Linked DNA regions of Mus musculus: regions 2 and 3 are each linked to region 1. A link is a contact called in public HiChIP or PLAC-seq data. All regions are on one chromosome and are shown on one strand. Each heading gives the region's core, a stretch centred on a gene start, on an enhancer-like site or on the middle of the called end of the contact. The rest is flanking DNA. Distances are from core to core; before and after follow the strand shown. Region 1 holds the start of Sorcs3 (sortilin-related VPS10 domain containing receptor 3). Region 2 overlaps Sorcs3 (sortilin-related VPS10 domain containing receptor 3). Region 3 overlaps Sorcs3 (sortilin-related VPS10 domain containing receptor 3).

The links. HiChIP or PLAC-seq counts read pairs in DNA pulled down with a chosen protein or histone mark.
Region 2: a contact with region 1 is called in an H3K4me3 HiChIP or PLAC-seq map of neural tube, with 4 times the contacts expected there. The contact joins the enhancer-like site here to the promoter of Sorcs3 in region 1. A contact is called at or near these places in 3 of 39 promoter capture datasets (embryonic stem cells, hippocampal neurons and stem cell-derived epiblast-like cells), 8 of 115 datasets of contacts at active chromatin or transcription factors (VIP interneurons, embryonic hindbrain, embryonic limb bud and 5 more) and 1 of 9 other capture datasets (embryonic stem cells).
Region 3: a contact with region 1 is called in an H3K27ac HiChIP or PLAC-seq map of neural progenitor cells, with 15 times the contacts expected there. The contact joins the enhancer-like site here to the promoter of Sorcs3 in region 1. A contact is called at or near these places in 4 of 39 promoter capture datasets (the 3T3-L1 cell line, embryonic stem cells, second pharyngeal arch cranial neural crest and 1 more), 1 of 484 Hi-C or Micro-C datasets (cerebral cortex), 7 of 115 datasets of contacts at active chromatin or transcription factors (embryonic basal ganglia, embryonic forebrain, embryonic hindbrain and 4 more) and 1 of 9 other capture datasets (embryonic stem cells).

What each region holds. Positions count from the first base shown.
Region 1 is chr19:48,203,714-48,207,747 of GRCm38.p6, forward strand. Sorcs3 (sortilin-related VPS10 domain containing receptor 3) reads left to right here and starts at 2,312. Exons shown (of 27, transcript NM_025696.3): 1 at 2,312-3,084. The coding sequence starts at 2,467.
Region 2 is chr19:48,704,820-48,708,853 of GRCm38.p6, forward strand. It overlaps Sorcs3 (sortilin-related VPS10 domain containing receptor 3), which reads left to right. Exons shown (of 27, transcript NM_025696.3): 11 at 1,090-1,192. Among named protein-coding and RNA genes, the nearest start is that of Sorcs3, 500 kb to the left of the region's middle. Within about 2 kb of position 1,847, at least 9 of the 459 cell types and tissues checked have an H3K27ac peak or open chromatin away from gene starts, as enhancers often do. A contact at or near this core is called in neural tube, where this site is marked.
Region 3 is chr19:48,649,625-48,653,658 of GRCm38.p6, forward strand. The region is part of intron 6 of Sorcs3 (sortilin-related VPS10 domain containing receptor 3); the gene reads left to right. Among named protein-coding and RNA genes, the nearest start is that of Sorcs3, 450 kb to the left of the region's middle. Within about 2 kb of position 2,192, at least 6 of the 459 cell types and tissues checked have an H3K27ac peak or open chromatin away from gene starts, as enhancers often do. A contact at or near this core is called in cerebral cortex and neural progenitor cells, where this site is marked.

The DNA.
Region 1 (4,034 bases), core at 1,062-3,561:
ATCTATATACCTCTGCCTTCAACATTTTAGCTGCTGAGTCAGCCTGGAAGATCTCTCTTGGGAATCACAAGGGTAGATGTTCCTGATGAGAAAGGCAAACTCACTTAGAGGTTCGCGGATTGCTTTCCTTGTGTGTGTGTGTGTGTGTGTGTGTGTGTGTGTGTGTGTGCCCGCGCGGGGGAGTGGGGGTGGGGGTGGGGGTGCGCATAGAGGCGGCGGCGAGGAAATTGGTCAGCTCCTCCCTTGTGGGGAGACTTGGGAGGCTGTAAGAGCCTTGTATCCAGAAGTGAACGGACATACCAGATCTCTTAAATCCTAGCACCCTGCTTAGAAACGGATCAGGGGGGTAAACCTCACTAGGTTGCGGTTGCAGCTCCCCGCCTTCTCCGGTAGGGGCGCTGGGCACCAGCAGATAGCTTATTCTCTCCCAGCACTGGCTCCAGCGCCCACCTGGATCCGTAGCTTTGCAACTTTTCACCCCTGCATCAACGCGCTGACCCGCGTCTGGAAAAAAATCCACGAATGCCAAGTTCATTTCATTCTTGGTGGGAATTACCCTTGTCTTCTTTGTCCAGCCTAGCCATCTTCTCCGCTCCCAATTTTCATTTTAGCTTTGGTGGGAAAGCAAGTTCAAAAGGCGAGGGCTCCCGGGAATCCCTGGCTTGCATCCTTCAGGCCCAGAACCCCGCTCCTTCGCATCGCAGCACACCTGATCTTTCCCAGGGTGTTCTCAGAGTTCCTACTCTTCTTTCGCATCATCCTCTCCCCTCCCCTCTTCCATTTCCCCTCTTTGTTTGCTCACACCTCCAACCACAATTCCTCTTCCATCGCCAGCTTTCACCTTCTACAAAGAATCTCTTCTAATTCCTAAGGGGAAGGAACAACTTGGAGGCTATGTTCCTCGTTTAGCCTTGGCACTCCCCCCTCCCCCATCCTTTTCCGGTGTTTCCTGGAGGCCACCTGTCCTAAAGGTTGTAAGCCACGTCTCCAGCCAGCCCTCAAGCTTAGCACCCCTCTCTCCACCTCACCAAAGTCTCTGTCTTCCTGAGGTCTGGAAGAGTCCCAGTCGCATCAGGCGCGCATACCCTCCTGCCACGGGGGACAGGGGACCTGATAAATGCTTGCTGCTTTGGGCAGGGGACCTTCCAAATAGTGGCAGACACTTTGAAACAAGTGGCCCTGCTCAAAAGCGCGTCTGGGGGTCAGAAGGGCAAGACCTAGCAGTCCCTGGCAGGAAAACAGGACCTGGATCTACTACTGTCCTCCCACATCTAGTGTAGGGTCCCCAGAATATCAGCCTTTGCTTTGCCCGGCGGCTTTCAGGCTCGCTTTCCAGACCTCCAGGCGGCTTAATCTGATGACGCCCACAGGTGCTGGAGGACCGTGCCTCATGAAGAGGGGTGCTACCCTTGTTCTCCACATTGCCTCTGACCACTCACAGGCTTCTGGATGTGCAAACAGCCTATGCGTGATTCTCGAGCACCCACGGCCGGAGCGCACCTCGCACTCCGCCCCGCCCCGCCCCGCCGCTCTCACTCACACAAGCCAGTGTAAACGCGCACGCAGGGAGCCGCGCGCCCCCGCACACCCAGCAACACCCCCCCCCCCCAGCTCAACCAGGTACCGACCCCCCAGGCGCCCTCCCTCCAGCCCTGGAACACCCTGGTCTCCCTCTCTCCCTCTCTCGCCTGCGCGCACGCACGCGCACGCACGCACTCCCCGCGCCCCCGCACCGGGAGGGGGCGCAGGCCTCCGGGGGCGGGGAGCCCAGAGCAGAGTCGTGGGTCCATCCCGCGCTTGGCTTCAGAGCGGTAGCTCCCGCCTGGCCCTGGTCTCCAGATCGAGAACAGTTGGCAGTGGAGATAATTTACTCCTCCTTCTCCTCCCGGAGACCCTATACTTCCCGCACGCCGTCTCCCGCTCCCAAGAACAGACCGAAGAGTGAATCCCCAAACGCAGCCAGGAGCGGCTTCCCAACTCCGCGCCCGAAGCTGGCTGGCTGGTGGTTGGATTTCCGAAAGACTCCGGATAAGGGTCTGCTGTGAGCCCCCCCCCCCCCTCCTCCAAGATCCAGCTAGCGTTGCCCATTTTAAGAGGATTTCCCTATTCCCTCTGAACACTCCTTTTCACAAATTTTTTAAAAGAGGTCGGTGGAAAAGATTGGGAGGGGGGGCATTTTAACAACAGCATCAAACCGGCCAGAGCATCGAGAGAGCATTTAATAAACTGCCTTTGGGTTTTGGAATCACCCTCTGGACCTGGGAGCAAGCGATCCAGAGGGGAAGAGTGTAAGGGACAGGCGAACCACCTCCTTCCCGGCCGCCCCCTCCTCATTCCCCTGACACACTCGCTAGCTTGCTTGCCGGCGCGCGCATCCCTCCAGCACCCCCCACCCCCCCTCCATCGGACCCGCACCTCGGCGGGCGCCACACACTCGGCAGCCCGAGCCGTGGTAGCCGCAGCGGGATGGAGGCGGCAGGCACTGAGCGCCCCGCAGGCTGGCCCGGGGCACCCCTCGCCCGGACTGGGCTGCTGCTCTTGTCAACATGGGTCCTGGCCGGCGCCGAGATCACTTGGGGCGCGACAGGAGGTCCGGGGCGCCTGGTGTCCCCGGCTTCACGACCACCAGTGTTGCCTCCTCTCTTGCCACGGGCAGCGGAGAACCGGTGGCCTGAGGAGCTGGCATCTGCACGGAGAGCCGCTGCACCGAGACGCCGGTCCAGGCTAGAGCCACTATCCCAGGCGAGCCGCGGGGAGATACGGACTGAAGCTGCGGGAATGTCGCCTGAAGGCGCTAGGTGGGTCCCGGGCATTCCATCTCCTAGCCAGGCGGGCAGTGCGAGGAGGACTCGCCGGGCGCAGCCCCCAAGCCCCCTGGAGCGCGGGGACTCTTGGGCTACTGCTCTCGCAGATGGTGCCAAAGGAAGCCGTCCTCACACCAAGGGTTCGCGAGAGGAGGTGAGGGCGACGCGGACTGGAGGAGCGTCCACTGAGGAGCTCCGGCTGCCCAGCACGTCTTTTGCACTGACCGGGGACTCGGCTCATAACCAAGCCATGGTGCACTGGTCGGGACACAACAGCAGTGTGAGTACCCATCTGGCACAGATCGCTAGTCTCCTGACAGCCGAGGGTAACGGTAATGGGAGGCGGGGGGTGGTGGGGGGGGGGGTGAGGAGAGGGGCGAGGGACAGATAGTTTCTCAGGGTCCAGAAGGAGAATCAGAATCCCCGGACTTTTAGAGAGGGGTTTGTCCTGCCCACTTCACGCCCCCAACAGGTTAGCCGAGTTTTGTTATAAGATGGCGTGTGCATCTGTTTACTGAAGACCCCAGTACTGAGGCTGTCTGGAGGGCTAAGAGGAAAGTGTGTCTTAAAAGCTGTCTGGGTGAGGAATCTGGTCACTCTCTCCCGCATCCAGGTCGGAGAGTGACTTTTTCTTTTCTGGGGAAAGGATGGATGCTTGAATTCGTGAGTGTAAACATGGGCTGATGTGGAGAAATCTCTAGACAAATTCCCGAGACTGGAGGAGCTCCCTTTTAGCCCTGGGGTCATGTGAAGGGAACCAGGGAGCTAGGGAGACTGAGGCCACAGGGACAGCAGAACACTTGTTCATTTTGGGGTCGCTGCTCAGCACATGACGTTCTAGCCAGGCTGGGAGCCGGGCTGCATCATCCAAGCTGGAAGGCTTTCCTAGTGGGGGCAGGCAGGGAAAAAAGTTTAAGGCGTGAAGCGAATTTCCACACCCTTTTCCTACTGCTTATCCTCGTGCTCCTGCTCGCTCTGCACGCACGAGTAGGGGAGCAGAAAACTCACTTTTGCCTCTGTGTCCTGCTTCACAAATGGCTCAGGGACTCTGGGATCAAAGTTGAGACCCTGCCCTTTCTGAGCACATCTCTTCCCCCTTTTCCCTTGCCATCTGGGCCCACAAGATTTTGTTGCATCAAGAGGTGGCACCTTCCTTACGCCAGCTCCAGAGCTTCAGGGCTCAGGAACGGGGTGCCCAGATGAATAGGGTCTAATTTGGGCAGCCGCGGG
Region 2 (4,034 bases), core at 597-3,096, 500 kb after region 1:
GCTTCAAGGTGCCTTGATGTAAAGATAATTAACCCTAATAAAACCATCAGGTCCCTGTTAGTGGATGTTTGCACCAGAAGCCATTCTTATATCTTAGATATGTGACTGAGTTTATCCTGAGACAAAATTGTCTTCTTCCATATATTCAAAGAGATTTATTAGCCAGGTGACTTCTAGAGATTGTGTGAAAAATCTAGTTAAAATCATGTCTAAGTTAGAAAGAGCCACTAAGCCACTACCATTTTGTAAGTTTTAGTCGAATTCTACACTTTATTTTGTTTAGTATTTTCTGTGGCCTTAGTTTGGCTTCTAGGAAAGTCACACAAATGTCTGCCTATTCATTGGAACAGCTCATGGGATCACTGGTTGATTCTCTTTCTCTCTCTCTCTCTCTCTCTCTCTCTCTCTCTCTCTCTCTCTCTCTCTCTCCTGTTGAAACTTGATGATTCTTTATCTTACTCTCTTCATCAAATTTTCTCAATGTCTCAATTTGTCTTTGTCATAATTATTTTTATTTTATAGGTTTATCTCTATATATCACCAAACCCGTTTCTATACTAGGCATAGGCATAGGAAAGTAAATGGAAATGAGTCCAGTCTTCAGTGAATTTCAGATCATGGTTTAAAATGTTCTAAGTAAAATTATAAGTAGGCTTAAAACACACAAACACAGATGCAGACTATGGTGTGAGAAACTTATTGAGAACCTGGACTTTGTCAGGTAGTTTTCCACTTCATTCTGTTGGGTTTGATGGTTCCTATCATATCTGGAAGATATTCGTCATCCTCTTGGAAGGTAGGGTCTACTAGGCTTCCTAAAGCTAGCCATGAACTAGACCTTGAAGGCTAGATTGACTGCAGAAGAGGGCATTTGATACTAGGTTAGTAAAAGGGAGGAAGGATCTAGGGTGATACTTGGGACAACTTCTAATGTATAAAATGCTGGATTCATCAGGCAGATGGGTCTGAAGTTCAGCATCCACACTGCTGCTGTCCCTAGATGATACCTATCTGCAGCACCTCTTATCATGCAGGGCAAGGGTATGGCTTGAGTTTCTTGAAATTAAACTATTTTCTTCTTCCTTTTAGCCCTTCTGTTCCCTACACTTGCATCTGCAGCTCTCTGAAAACCCATATTCCTCTGGAAGAATCTCCAGCAAGGACACAGCGCCTGGACTTGTGGTTGCCACGGGTAAGAAAAGTTCTCTGTAGTTGTTTTTCACCTAAGGCTTTTGGGATAAGGTTTGTGGCATTCTCGTGGGTCATGGATTCATTTGAGCTTTAGATGGAAACTTCCCAGAAAATGAGCAAGATTGTTCAATCCTCAAAGCCCATTCTAAGAAACTGAGATGCTAAGAGCTTTGGACAGTCTTAGCTTCTAGGTTAATTCATCCTGTCCCAAAGTCCCAGAGGGGTCCTCTGCATCTAGTGAAAGGCCAGCATTCCTGTCAAAGTCAACTGACTGATCAGAGAGACTGTAACATGGAATTCTTAGTTTGAGAAAACACTCAGTACAAACTTCCCAGCTCTCCAAATATCAGGAAGGGCAGTTTTCTCTTTACACAGAGGATACTTTACAGAAGGTTTCACCCCAGAGCTGTTTTTAATCAGGAGGTCTCTGGCGCATGTAAAGGTTTGTTTACACATGATTAAGCACTTGGCAAAGAGCCTGGGGGAAGGGGCAGAAAAACTTGAGTTTGCAACATTGGAGCCATTGTCCACTGAGCATCAATCAAAAGTGATGATACAGCAGCTCTCAGATGAAATGAAAGTCTCTGGGGAATGTACCTGGATTAGCATGCATCTGATTTGCATACACCTTTTAAGGAATACATTGTACTTACATAAAGTAAGACAGGCTTCTAATCTTAGCACTTACAGCTCTGGTATCAGGGAGCATGCCCCACCCCCAGCCCTAATGAAAGCACAGGAATTCACATTGACTTTCTGAGGATATACAGTCCTGTTCCACCAATCCACTACTCTTACTTCTGGATCCCCTGTTCTTGTAGAAATGGATTCCTCCTCCAAAGCTCCAATCCAATCAACTTTCAATCACTAACAGTCACCAAGCACTTTAGTAAACTCAGTGGCTAATAGAGCCTGCTGCCTTCACAGACAGCTTCACTTCACTCAGTGTGGATGACTAACATCACTGTTCTCAGAAGCACCAGAGAGTGAGCTGAGTGATACCTACACCCAAAGTCCATGAGTTAGTGCATCAAGGTCAGGGGCTATTGGCCTATCTGCCTCTTATCAAAGTCTACAGGAGACCCAAGGCTGGAACAGAATATATACTTGGCAACAGTGGTCACAGATCAAAGTAGACATCTGAATGTTTCTAATGACAGCCCAGTATATTGCTCAACTCAACCACTCTGAACTTTTGTGTTTTAGTTGGCAAAGTGGGGATAATAGAGCTAACATAGCTAAATTTAGGATTAAATGAAGGGATGAATTTCAAATGCTTTCGAATGTTCAAGATCTATTGGCTATTCTGCATAAGATAGCTACCATCACCCTGTATTCTTGATGTCAAAGTTGTTTATGCAGGAGAAGAAGGTAGTTTGTTTTTTTTTTTTCGCTTTCAATGGAACCCATAATTCTATGCTTACATCATACATGCGATACAATTCAGGAGCCTGTTATCCTGTTCTCTAAGCTTAGCTCTGACACAAACTTATTAGAATGGTGAGTTTGGCTTAGTTTTTAACTTCTGAACTTCATATCCCCATTTGTAAGACAGAACTGGTTATCTTCCTTATGAATATATAGAGAAGACCCATCTATAAGAATGGGCACAGTACTCAGAGTAGGTGACAGGGTATGGACCCCAATCATTTGTAAATTAGTCTAATGCTATGTCTTTAATGAGTTAGCAGGCATTCAAGCATTAAATGTTTATTTTTGAATATTTAGTCATATATATCAAGATTTACTAATTTCTTTCCCTTGCGCATAAACTCTGGAAGCTACTTTCCTGCCATGGAGTAGTTGGAGAGCTAAGAAATAGACAACAAGATCCTGAGATAACTAACATGCTGGTTTTTGCTTCTGCATACCCAGCTTCCATTACTTTCCTGGCTTTCACTGCTGTGCAAGGGGGTGGGGAGTGTTCTTTAAATACCTACCTTCCATTCATGCTTCTATTCCCTCTCTCTGCCTGAGAAGCTCTGGGCTCTGTCTCCCACCCTTCCTACTTACTCTTCCCTTCTCACATTGTCTTGAGAACTGGTCTCAAGGAAACTGTGGATAAATGAGTGCACTGGGGTTCCTTCACACCTCTTGTTGAGGACCTATCTGGAGAGTCTAATGGTGACTTTTACCAGAAGCATTAGGATTTCCAATATCCTGAGCATTGACTCCTACTACTAAGGAAGAACTTGCAACTCCATAGCTCACAGCAGTATAGTCTGAAAAGCATCTTCCTTTCCTTGGTTATAGAGCAGTGAGCTAGATGAGAGGATGGCAGCTCTCTTCAATTCACACATTCTGAGACAGAAAGCAAATGGGAGGCAACATCATGGCCAAGCTCACAATTGTTCCTACTGCAGAAAAATAGTTGATTCTGTAACCATCAAACACCATTCACAAGCCACCAACTGTGCCACCTCCATGTCTAACCCATCCCTGCACTGCTTCCTATAAACTCGGAACACGCACACCTCATGCTGCCCCATTTCTCCATGCAGTTGGCTATATATGGTTTTGCTTTGTTTTGCTTTGTTTTGCTTTGCTTTGTTTTGTTTTGTTTTTCTACTGAGCTCTTGGCATCCCTGTTTGTATAGGACCTTTGGCCATCATCTGGGGAAGCATTTCTAACCCAGAGTGCTCCAGAATTCTTTCTCTTTATTTCACAATTGTTGAAGGAGCCAAGAATGGTTGTAATGACAGGAAACAGACAAAAGAAAGTTTAGTAAAGAAAGCTACCTCAAATGTCAGTAGAATCTTGTTTGTTTACAAACTAACTTGTTGGTAAGAAATATCCCTGTTTTCCTGTGCCTCTTTCCTGATTCCTAGATGCCCTTCAGACA
Region 3 (4,034 bases), core at 942-3,441, 450 kb after region 1:
TTCTTCAAGGTAGCAAGAGGCCCCATGTCTAGGAAGTGTGAATATTTAGTAATCTCAAAGGCAAAGCATAACCACAAGTCATTATATAATTCAGCATAACGGAAATGTATAGGCTTTTAATAGAATTCAATTTTGTTTAAGTAGTGCTTGCTGTGGTTTTATAAAGCCAGCAGAAGAGAGAAGATGCTTCAAGCAATAGTTCTGCAGGTATAGGGGTGCAGCTCTTTTGGAAAAGCCTTGTAAAGCCAAAGCTGGACTGTGCTATGGAATTTGTCAGTATGGAGAGCAGCTTGCCTTGCTGAATATGGCGAGTTAAAAGCATCCTCCTTGAGCCCTGTACAGCTCCTGGCATGAATGCAGCCTCCTCAGAATGAAATGAGGCTCTCAGGGTGTTAGACTGTCTCTCTGTCCAAATTCCGGGATGCTGGTGCACAAATCTCTCGAGGAGGCACATTCATTTGTAAATCTGCTGTCTCTGTCATTGGCCTGGGAGTCACTTGAGAAAACTGAACTCCTAGTTCCTATTTCCCAGAATAGCAAGGAGTGTCTGACACCTGCAGCTTCCTGTGTACTGTGGTGAATACAAAAGAAATGAGGCAGCCCAGCTAAGGCAGCCCTTCACAGCACCAGAAACTATATGCTGTAGTGAGGATGCCCAGAGGCTGTCTCAGCCTGGGATAGAAAAGGCCTTTCCTAAGCATTCTGCTAAAACACTACAGCTACTTGGAAACCAGGCCAGATATTACAGGGGTACCTAGCAGATCCCTCTATTTGTGGTGCCAAGGATAAACTTTTTTTGACTGTGACCTTTTGTTTTGGAAGTGGAGCAGTCCCCACACCAGCTCTTAGAAATGTGTGACAAAAGGTGTTTTTTACATTCAGAAACATGTTAGTCTTAAGCACCCTCCAGTTGGAAAATCACTACCTGGCGCTCTCACACGGCAGTCTAAATGCGTCTTCTAGGGTTTAGCCTCTGTAGTTTTTCTTCTTATTTGGGGATGTTTGAAATGAAGAACAGAAAATTCCATCTCAGTATTAATGGTGACATACAGTCAGTCTTCCAGCAGGTGCTTTGGTAGTAAGGCTCAGGGCTCAGAGGCATTGCCTATGCTCAAGTCCAGGTGAAGTTTTCTCATTTTCAAGGATTCCCTCTTCACACATCACACAACCTCAGCAGTCACTCCCTCCTCCTTCTCCTCCTCCTCCTCCTCCTCCTCCTCCTCCTCCTCCTCCTCCTCCCCCCCCCTCCTCCTCCTCCTCCTTCTCCTCCTCTTCCTTCTTCTTCTTCTTCTTCTTCTTCTTCTTCTTCTTCTTCTTCTTCTTCTTCTTCTTCTTCTTCTTCTTCTCATTCGTTTGTTCTAACTTGGATGTGTTCTTTGCTTTGTGCACAAGCCTGGCACTTAAAGGATGCCCATAGCAGTATAAACTCAGGGCATGGCTTTACCATCCACACAAACTTTTCCTTCCTGACAATGCTGCCACTGTTAGTTGGTACTGACTGAGTATATGGGGGATGCTCTCAACTACAGCTTCTTTCCTTTCCCTTCACAGTATAAATGGCACTTAGCTGATAACATAGCGAATCCTGGTGACCGTCTTACTTAGTCTACCCCTCCCGGATGAGATGTTGTTGTTACAATTAATGCAGGATTGGTACTGCCTTGTCCTTAAGTGCCACACTATGATCATTAATCTTGATCTGAGTTTCTTCCTGTGTCTGGTACCTGATATTACCAAAAGCAAACGAGAAAAACAAGGCCAGGGTATTAGCAGCGCGTTTTGGGATTTCCGTGTATATGATAAATATCCTTCTGGGTTCCTTCATAGAACTTTACATATAGTCATATTTATTCTCATTTGGAGGGACGGTTGCTATACTCACAACTCGAGATCTATTAGAAATATGGAGCCTGAAACAAATGGTATTTTCTGTGCAGCCTTGACACCCAAAGGTTTTCCTATGTCAGTCTCTAAGTTCTGATTGGTAGACTGGACATCCACTGTCCTCTCCTGAGTTCTCATTGGGCCGTGGCCACAATGGCACTAATTACTGTTGTTCTGAGTTTTGGAAAATCAAAGCATTGAGACTTCCAGCACACTTGTCTGGCTAAAGACTGCAAGGTCTCTTAATGTGAAGTGGATTTCAGCAACTCATGTAAGTGCTGGTGTCTCCTTAAATGGAACCTGTCAGCCCATGCCGCACACTAGCGAGCCGAGCCAGAGCCAAGCTGTAGGATGAGTTTGGCAGCGGTTCCTACTTGTCACAGGCCAAGGTTTGAGTAGGTGTTGATTTTGTTTGGGGTGGCCTTGAAAAGACTTGATTCTTCTTTCAGAGTGTTCAAATGCAAAGAGCAGAGTAAACAGCCCGGGAAGAATGAGCCTTTCCATGAGTGTAAGCAAGTGGTCCTCCCATGTGTACCTTTGATTAGCAGAGTGAAGAGCTTTCGGAGACACTGACTGACAAGGACACGGGTTTTCATGCTGGTGTTTGTGATTTCTCTACATGTGTTTCCATGCAGCCTTTTACTGCATTTTGGTGCTTTAGTCAAGGAGCAAATTAGTAAGTTTGCACATATGCAAACATATCCCCAGTGGGCAGACATTGTGCTCCAAAGCACAGCTTGGGATCCCTGCCTTCCCCTCTCCCCTCAGCAACAAGTAGAAAGCCAGGCCACTCTTGGCTTCCTTTATGAACAAAAACAAAAGCGAGGACACATTCAGTACATATTCAGAAGCTCTGAAAAGACTGATCTTACCCTGTGCATGGTCAGGGTCTGGGGACTAAAAACATGTCTCCCTTGTGAAGTGGACCAGGATAAATGAAAGAGCATAGGTTGTGTGTTAGGTCATTCTTGGGTCTCCTTTGGACTGCGGTCTTGTTTGCTTAGCCACACAGCATTGTCCTGTACAATATTTGAAATTTAAATGGCCTGCAAAAAAAAAAAAACCTTAAAAATCAGAATATTTTCCTTCCTGACAATGCTGCCACTGTTATTTTGATAAAATAATAGCAGTATTTAGAAATCCAGAAGGTCTAAAAGCAGATTGCCTATAATGTATTAGAGCCAATTACTTTGAGGTCTCATGAAGGCCTAGGGCAGTCTTGGACTTGTCATCTTCTGCCTTCCCCACCTAAATACCTGAGATCATAGGACTGAACTGCCAGGCCAGAGTATGCTTATAGTTTGTCCATCTTTTAAAACAACAAACTAACAACCAAAAACAATTTGTAATTTTAACCCTGAAGGGAAAGTAAATATTGAAAAATAATAATAAGCTTCTCAACTTGGAGTTTTAAAGCAATCTACTTGTCATTTTGACCATTTATTCCTTAATTTCAAAAAAATGAACAATAACTGGGTTTAAAGCAATTTGCAGGGTAACTTCTTCACAAAGACTCAGTTGTAGTTTTTTTCCTGAAGGAACAAGAAATTGAATACATTGTTTTCCAGGATGATCCTGTAGTTCTGCACTTATCATCTGAGGTTTGGTTGTTGTGGTTTAGCCATAACCATGACTACAAATGTAGGGTTTTTTTTTCTAACATATACTTATATAAGTTTTATGTAAGTAGTAAGTGAATTTATTCTTGTTGCAAACATAATAAAGATGTATATTATTCAAAAATCACAGGCAGTAGTAAAATATTATATAACTTAAGTCCATCCCATTCCTAAAGTATTCATATCTAATCTTTATATAAGGCCTTTAAAACTTTATTCTGTGTAATGGTAACACAGACCTGTGTATATAAAGACCAAGTTTAAAGTTATCAATGAGTCACACTTGTGCACAATGGGAAATACAGTTTCAAAACCATGGTAAATCAATGCATCATGGAGAGTCTGTTAATGCATATGTACCTGCCAAATTTTGTAATAATGGCATGATACTCTGTCATGTGCAAATATCTTGGCTGTTTCAAATGTTCCTTAATTCATGGACATTTAGCCTATTTTCAGTTTTACATTGCTGTGAATAATGTCCCAATGAACATTTCCGCCTTTCCTCTTTGTGAAAATATTTGAGTCTTT